Linked DNA regions of Pan troglodytes: region 1 is linked to region 2. The links are chromatin contacts, called in public Hi-C maps. All regions are on one chromosome and are shown on one strand. The core of a region is the stretch at or near the end of the contact, and the rest is flanking DNA. Distances in the headings are between cores, read along the strand shown.

What was found. A called contact is a pair of places that touch in the nucleus more often than the background predicts.
Region 1: a Hi-C map of stem cell-derived neural progenitor cells shows a contact between it and region 2, with 4 times the contacts expected there. The contact joins the promoter of GCNT4 here to the promoter of HMGCR in region 2. A contact is called at or near these places in 3 of 7 Hi-C or Micro-C datasets (induced pluripotent stem cells and stem cell-derived neural progenitor cells) and 1 of 1 datasets of contacts at active chromatin or transcription factors (stem cell-derived excitatory neurons).

The regions. Positions count from the first base shown.
Region 1 is chr4:40,990,598-40,994,540 of NHGRI_mPanTro3-v2.0_pri, reverse strand. GCNT4 (glucosaminyl (N-acetyl) transferase 4) reads right to left here and starts at 1,381. Exons shown (of 2, transcript XM_009449015.5): 1 at 713-1,381.
Region 2 is chr4:40,697,903-40,701,957 of NHGRI_mPanTro3-v2.0_pri, reverse strand. HMGCR (3-hydroxy-3-methylglutaryl-CoA reductase) reads left to right here and starts at 2,146. Exons shown (of 20, transcript XM_016953130.4): 1 at 2,146-2,288.

The sequences.
Region 1 (3,943 bases), core at 132-2,631, 290 kb before region 2:
CGTGACGCTGTGTCCGCCCGCCGCGCGCTCTGGTGGCCCCGGGGCTCCTGCAGGCGCGGAGAGAGGCCGGGGTTCAGCCCGATTCCCCGCGCAGCTCCGAGAGGGCGCCCCCGCCTGCCGCCTGGAGATGGACGCGGCGCCGAAGTTTTCCCCGGCGGGAAAACGAAAGTCGTGAGGAGCAGAGGGTCGGGGCGTCCCGGCGGAGACGAGGCTGAGACCGGGTTAACATCTCCAGCCCCGGGCGACCCTCGCTCCCCCGCGTGGCCAAGTCGACTTACGAGAGGGAGCGGGCCAGCCCCGAACGCGGGGTCCGTGCGGCTGCGGAGGCCGCCCCGGCGGGGGCCGAGGGTTGCGCTCTGGGTTCCCAGGCTCTCCGCGGCGGCTCGCTCTCGCCGCGCTCCTCCGTCGCCCTGTTGGGGAGCCGCTCTCGCCCGGCCCGGGGTGGGAGAGCGCTGAGCGGCCCCCGTGACGTGCGGCGAAAGTAGGAGCGCCTCCGTGCTCCCGCAGAGGGAACTCCCTGCCCTGCGCTCCCAGTCCCCGGGCCGCGCTTCGGACAAAGTTCTCAGGCGCGCGCGGTGATCTCGGCTCTCCGCCGCTGCCCAGAGCGTCATCCACGTTCGGTTCCCTCCCACATTAGACAAGAAATCTGAGGTGAGGAGAGCTAAGTAACTTGCCCAAAGTCGCTCACAAGGCAGTGACAAAGCAAACTCACATCCGCGGCTCCTTTTTTCTCCTTGAACGCCGGGCTCTGCGGAGGCTCAGGCCCTGCAGGAATCGCCCAACCAGACAGAAGGCAGCTCGCTCTCATGGGTGAGACGAGGAGTGTCCCACGCAGCCGCGAGAAATATTATCAGCAGCGTGGGAAGGTGGAGCTTTTTGCCGAATAACTAGAGTGCAAAGTTGTTTTTCAAACAGTGCCTACATGCCAAATTGGCTTGCTTTTTATCCTCAAGCGGGAGTGAGGGTGGCGGCTGTGCGGACGCCAATCGGGATCACCAAATAAGTGCACTGGAAAGAAAGCACACAGCTACTTAACCAATTGGCCGACATCAAGGACTTGGCCTTCCGAGCGGGTTCTTGTGAATATGCTAACTTGTAAAGCGGGCGCACCACGCTGTGCTTGCTATTCACGCACTTCCAGGAGTCTCCCGCGAGGCTCCACGTCCTTTCGGGGCCGGGGGCTCCCAGGGCTTGCCTTTCAGGGCAGGGAGTGGCACCAGACAAGTCAATCCCAGTCGGTTTGTTCCTTTATCCCTTGCGTCAATCAGTGTTGACTGAGGGCCTGCAATGTGCATGGCTGTTGGGTGGAGAGCTGGGTAGGACCTAGGACCTAGGACCCAGTGAATCTCAAAGAGGGAGGGTCACATGGGTCCCCATATGCTTCACTCCCAGAATCTGGAATCTGCCCAAAGCAGTAGAGAGACTTTAAGTCTACCCCAGCCCCCACGCCTTTTTAAAAACTCCCTGTGTTCAGAGAGCAAGTGTTTTAATATTCGTTTTACAGACGTACTTTCAAGCAAATGGCCAGCTTTGCCTTCATTTTCTCCCCATGGGACCGCCTCTTTCTGGAATAATAATTTACACTTCCTGGGTCTCCCTCATTTGCACATGATGATGGCGATAGTCATGATGGTAAAAACAATTAAGGCTTCTATTATCCACCCTGGGCACTGTTCTAAGCAATTTATGCGGATTAACTCTTTCAATCCTCACAACTTTATGAGGGAGGTGCTATTTTAATTCTGGTTTTACAGATGCTGAGAGGGAGGCAGGTGAGGTGAAATAACTTGCCAGTAAGTGGGTGGTCCGAATGGTGTCCATGCTCTTAACCACGGAGGTCTCCAAGACTGGAATTTAAAGGGACCACTAGCCATCATTAACCACAGCTTACACATCTCAAACAAGCCATGCTAGGAAATACATGCACTTCCTCCTAAAGAGGTCAATTTTATTATTTTGCGTATATCATGTCATAAAGTGGATATCCATTCACTCACTTGCTCCTCTATTTCCAACTTCCAAATCAACTATTTTGTCCTAAAGCAAACTATTTCTTAAAAACCTATTCATCATAAAGTTTCCAATTTTTGTTTTGGATTGTTTTATTCTCAGACCATACCCAGCTGTTTCCCTCTCCTTTCTACTCACTGCCTTAAGTTACGCTCTTTTTTTTTTTTTTTTTTTTTTGTGAGACGGAGTCTTGCTCTGTCTCCCAGGCTGGAGTAAGGTGGTGCACTCTCGGCTCACTGCAACCTCCGCTCCTGGGTTCAAGCGATTCTCCTGCCTGAACCTCCTGAGTAGCTGGGACTACAGGCGCACACCAGCACGCCCAGCTCATTTTTGTACTTTTGGTGGAGACGGGTTTCACCATATTGGCCAGCCTGGTCTCAAACTCCTGACCTGGTGATCTGCCTGCCTCGCTTCCCAAAGAGCTGGGATTACAGATGTGAGCCACTGCGCTTGGCCGGGTTACTCTCTTTCATCCCTTAAAAACTTGTTGTAACCGGCCCTGCAGGTCTTCTGACAGTGGGTTGCCCAAAGATGGTAGTGGCCCCAGAATGGTCTCTGCCACATTGTAAGCTTGCTCATTGTGCTCAGCATTCCTGTGTTATTCTCCCTAGGACTGCCTAACAAATACCACTGACTGCACAACTTAAAACAACAGAAATGTATTTCCTCATAGCTCTGGAGGCTGGAAGCCTGAAATCAATGTGTTAGCAAGGCTGGGATCCCGCTGTGCCCCCTCCTAGCTTCTGGTGATTGCTGATAATTCCTGGCATTCCTTGGCTTGCAGCTGTATCACTCCAGTCTCTGGCCTTTTCCTGTGTGTCCTCTGCAAACACATTTCCCTCTTCTTTAAGGATACTGGTCATTGGACATAGGGCCCACCCTAATCTAGTATGACCTCAGTTTAACTTGATTACTTGGCAAAAACCCTATTTCCAAATAAGGTCACTTTCACAGGTTCCACGTGGACATGAATTTTCAGAGAATGCTGTTTAACCTGGTGCAGTCTCCAAAAGTCATTGTTAATAAAAACATATTGCCTGAGCTAAGGATGCAAAGAGGTGTAAGTCACAGCCCCTGCCCTCCAAGAAACTCTAGTTACAGAGGTAGTCCTTGCACTGAGAACATAAAGACAGGCGTCACTAAGAGCCAACTAACTGGAGCCAAATGAAAATCTAGGGACCAAATGGCAGCTGTACACAAGGAATTCAGCCAAAGGGGCACAGTCACTGAGGATACGGCTACAAGACTTCACTCAAAGGTGAGGGTGATTCAAACACATCTGTGAGGGAAAAATTGAAAAAGCAAAGAGAAATAAGGAGAGCTTCTCAGAAACACAGCTCCAAGGGGAAGAGCATGCCTGGCAGAATTTTGCTTCTTGAGTTTCATGCAGAAATGAAAGACTGAAGGGATGCAAATACCTACCATCCTGAGTATAAGAACATGGTGAATTACTCTTACTGTACTAATAGCATGCTGTAATGCTATAACAATTAGCATGCTTTAAAGTGCTCTCTTCACTGGGCACAGTGGCTCATGCCTGTAATCCCAGCACTTTGGGAGGCTGAGGCGGGAGGATCCCTTGAGGTCAGGAGTTTGAGACCAGGCTGGCCAACATGGCAAAACCCAGTCTCCAGTAAAAATACAATAATTAGCCGGCATGGGGGCAGGCACCTGTAATCCCAGCTACTTGGGAAGCTGAGGCAGGAGAATCGCTTGAACCTGGGAGACGGATGTTGCAGTGAGCTGAGATCACTTCAGTGCACTCCAGCCTGGGTGACAGAGTGAGACTCCTTCTAAAAAAAAAGAAAAAAAAAAGAAAGGAAAAAAAGTGCTCTCTTCTTTCAGTAATTTTATTTGATCTTTATGACAATCCTGGGTGTCATCAGAGAAAGGGACATCATATTTTATAACCAAGGATCCCAAGGCTCAAACA
Region 2 (4,055 bases), core at 897-3,396:
GCACGCCAGCCTGGGCTCTGTCTCTAAAAATAAAAAAATTATACTTTTATAAACTCTTTCCTTGAAGGGTTAAATGCATATGAGGAAGCGGCACATGGACTTCCTTGGCGCTTCCCCCACCCTCCCTTTCTACCTTGTGTCCATACCAAATTTTGTGATTTATCACTAAGTACAAATTATTAAGTGCTATAAAGATTCTTTTGAAATACCTTTTGGGAAGGATATAGAATTTATTTTAAGAGCATAAAACTAGACAACTGGTGTTTCTTTATTGCTTGCTTTGGAACTCATATTCCTATTGGAGTTCTCAATTAGGCAGTTTGCGAATGAAAATTTCTAAATCTTGGGCTAAAGCCTGTTTTGGTAACAACTTTATAGTCCTTATTTGAATTACATTAGTAGGCATGTGTACAACCTGTAACTTCTGAGATATTTGGTCCTTGAGACTTCTAGCGGCATTAAAAATATGACAGGTTCTAGGCTCTCGGTACTTACACACTTTTCTCTCTTTTTTTTTTTTTTTTTTTTTTTTGACAAGGCTGCTAAGAGAACACTGCAATCTTTGGGTAGTTCACCCGTTTTCTTTTCTGTGCAAGGTTCATAAAGGCAGGCACTATATCTGTCATGTTTGTCACTATATCTCCCATGCCAACCACAGTGTGTACTTCACATAATGAGCATTTCAAAGGCAACATTTGGTAAAGAGATATGAATGAAGGTCTTACACTGAAGCAGTGGGGAACAGTAGAACCAGCCTAAGCATTAGATCTGGGTTCAAATTCCAGTTTTGCTCATTATCTATGTGATCTACAGCAAGTTGCTTGACAAACTTTAGTTTTTACTTTTTTGTAAAATGGGAATAATACCTATTATATAAGGATTATAAGAATCTATAATCATTTATTAAAACTAAGGAGTGTTTAGTGTTTTCTTCGTAATGTGTTTCAAAATATGGGCTTTAAAAATTGAGTGAAATACAATTCCTGTCCTTAATAAATTTCCATATACGATAGTAAGACAAATAAAAAAATATTACGGAAATTTTATGGGTTTTCAAGGTCGGGAGTGATGACGTGTTTGAGGGAATTAGGAAAGGAGGTGGTATATGAAAAAGTCCTTAAGGGATATTTAGGATCTCAGCAGTTAAAATGGGTAGGCATATCCAAGGTAAACAAAGAGAACATAAGCAGGGAGGTAAAAAGGTACTGAGTGTGACTGAAGAAGGGCCAGTTACTCCTGGCTGAACTGTAAGGTTCGCACAGGAAAGTAGAGATACGTCAGAAATGTGTGGTGGGGCCATATTAGTGGTGACAGGTTCTTTCTTTAATCCAGTAGACAATGAGAAACGCTGATTTGGGTCTATGGCATAATAGGAAGTAGTATGCCACATACTGCATGTGGGAGTTGTGCAGGACAGATTGGAAAGTGCATGCGTGTAAGACTGGGAAGACCAGTTAGGAGAGGCTATTGCACTGTTTTAAGTAAGACATAATAAAGCCCTGCACCAGGCGGAGAGCAGAAGGAACGCACAGAAGACGCAGGAGAGGCACATTTCAGAGAGAATCCAGTATGCAATGGATGTCGCACACAAGAGAGAGAGACGCAGGTGACCGGAGCCATTTACACTAATGGGTAAATCTCGGGAAAGCGCTGGTTTCGGCTACCGGCCAGTTACAGGTTTGAGGTGCCCGTCGCCGCCACCTTCCCTTTTTTATATTCCTCTTTTTCTCATGGCCGCCTCCACTTCCCTCCATCTCTCCCGCGCTAGTAACTGAGCTTTCAGTCATCGACCTGACCCTGCGTTTTCCCTCACGCTCCGATTTTGCTTCCTATCACTGCCTCCTACTGTACTCTCACAGCCAGGACGAGCACGGGTCAGGAACTGAGGCTGTGGGACACTCCACCCGCCTGGTCCCCTATCGCCTCCGCCTAGGCAGCTGCCATGCGTGCGCCCCCACAGCTCTAGGACCAATAGGCAGGCCCTAGTGCTGGGACTCGAACGGCTATTGGTTGGCCGAGCCGTGGTGAGAGATGGTGCGGTGCCTGTTCTTGGCCCTGCAGAGAGCTGTGGGCGGTTGTTAAGGCGACCGTTCGTGACGTAGCGCCGTCAGGCCGAGCAGCCCCCAGGCGATTGGCTAGACAATCGAACGATCCTCTCTTATTGGTCGAAGGCTCGTCCAGCTCCGAGCGTGCGTAAGGTGAGGGTTCCTTCCGCTCCGCGACTGCGTTAACTGGAGACAGGCTGAGCGCCGGCGCCGGGGTTCGGTGGTCTCTAGTGAGATCTGGAGGTGAGGCGGGCGGTGGCCGAGAAGAGGGGCCGGGGCGGCGGGGAGCGGGGCGGAGATGGGTGGGAGCGGGGTTTGGGCTGTGTTAGTGGCAATTCTGGAGCTTCCCTCGGCCCTGGGAAGTGGCTACCGGCAGCTCCTGCGGACCTGGAGGGGGCTGCGGTTGCGCGTTGTCGGTGTGGCATCCCGGACCCGCGGGGACTGCAAGGAATGTCCTTGAGGCCCGGCAGGCCGAGCGGCGGCCGGCATCAGTGCTGGAGTAACCCGGGGTCCCGGGGTGGGCTTGAGAGGCGGGCGGCGGTCTGGCCTCTTCGTGACTGCGGTCATCATCGGTGGACCCGCGGGGCGTAGCTGCGTTCATCGGCCCTGTTCAGTCAGAGTAGGCAGTGCTGGCTGCACGGTCACGATAATCGGGGCGGAAAGGGTGTCAGGCAGGGTGACCTCGGAGGCCCCTGGATTCGAGAAATGCTAGGGGTCTATGGGGCTGTCGGGCCGGCAGCTCGCAGGGCAGACGGGAGAAGCGCCTGCATCCCGGGATCCGGGCATTCACGCCCAGGAACTGCTGTTCGTTAGCACCTTTCTTTTAGGTGACGGGAAGGATCTCTGTAAATGCTGCTGACTAACTTAGAACCATGAAAGAACCGTGGATTGGTGTAGATGTGTCTGGTTATTTACAGGAGAACGGCTTGAGAGGATGCGGAGCCCAACGTGGGGATTGGCACGATGACTCAAAAGATTCTTCTCCCTTTTTTTTTTTTTTTTTTTTTTTTTTGGTAAGGGGCGTAGTCTCCTTGGTGCTGATATTCTTTTAGGAAAAATGTACCTTGGAGATACTAATATAGAACAGTTAATTTCTGCAGTTGGGGGAGATCGATGTACTCCATTCTTAAGTAGTCGTTTGAAATATTTCAGGATTTGAGGATATTCCTTCTTAGACATGGTCCTGCAGAGTCGTAGGAAGCATTTGTTTCTGGGCTATACTAAATGTGCATGATTTCGGCGTCCCACAAGGTAGAGAATGTACTTTTTGTTTACTTATGAATTTATTTTCCTCTCCATGCAGTGAAAGGCATTTTGCAATTTAGAGATAATCTAGCAAAGACCTGGACAGTACTTTGGAGATAGGCTGGATTTTGCAGGCCTGCTTTGTTGTAGTGTTCTTCCAGAACTTATGGTAAACTTGGTGGCCAAAACAAATGGGAATTAGTAACATGAAGGTTAAACAAAATTGCACATAGGTTACAGCATTAACATGAAAATTGTCGGGTATGTGGGATAACCATTTCAAGATAAGAGTGTGAGTATGCGTGCATGCACACACTCTTTGTATTCCTTTATGGTCTAGTTTCTAGACTATAGATAGCCACATTATGGAATTACATGGTCTACTTAGGTTGACCCATGTGAAATTGCCAGTATTTAAAATTCAACTAACCTACAAAAATAGCGGTTTCATATGATTCCATTTAACACTTAATCTTTGTCAGAGAACTTTGGAGCTCTAGCTTCATAAGTGAATGAAGAGAATAGATATGACTTAAAAAACAACATGTAATAGAATGTGAGCTAATTGGGTATAGAATCCAGATTTCCTGATTGCCAGTGCAAGATTCGTTTTTTTTTTTTTTTTTTTCCTTCTTTCTGGAATACCCGCTTGAGCAGCAGAATGCTAGATCTTGTTGGGATTGAAAATGACTGCCATATAAGACGCAGTTCTTGGCTTCAAAGAGACAAAATGTACACATTTATTAATTTGAGAACACTGTGAGA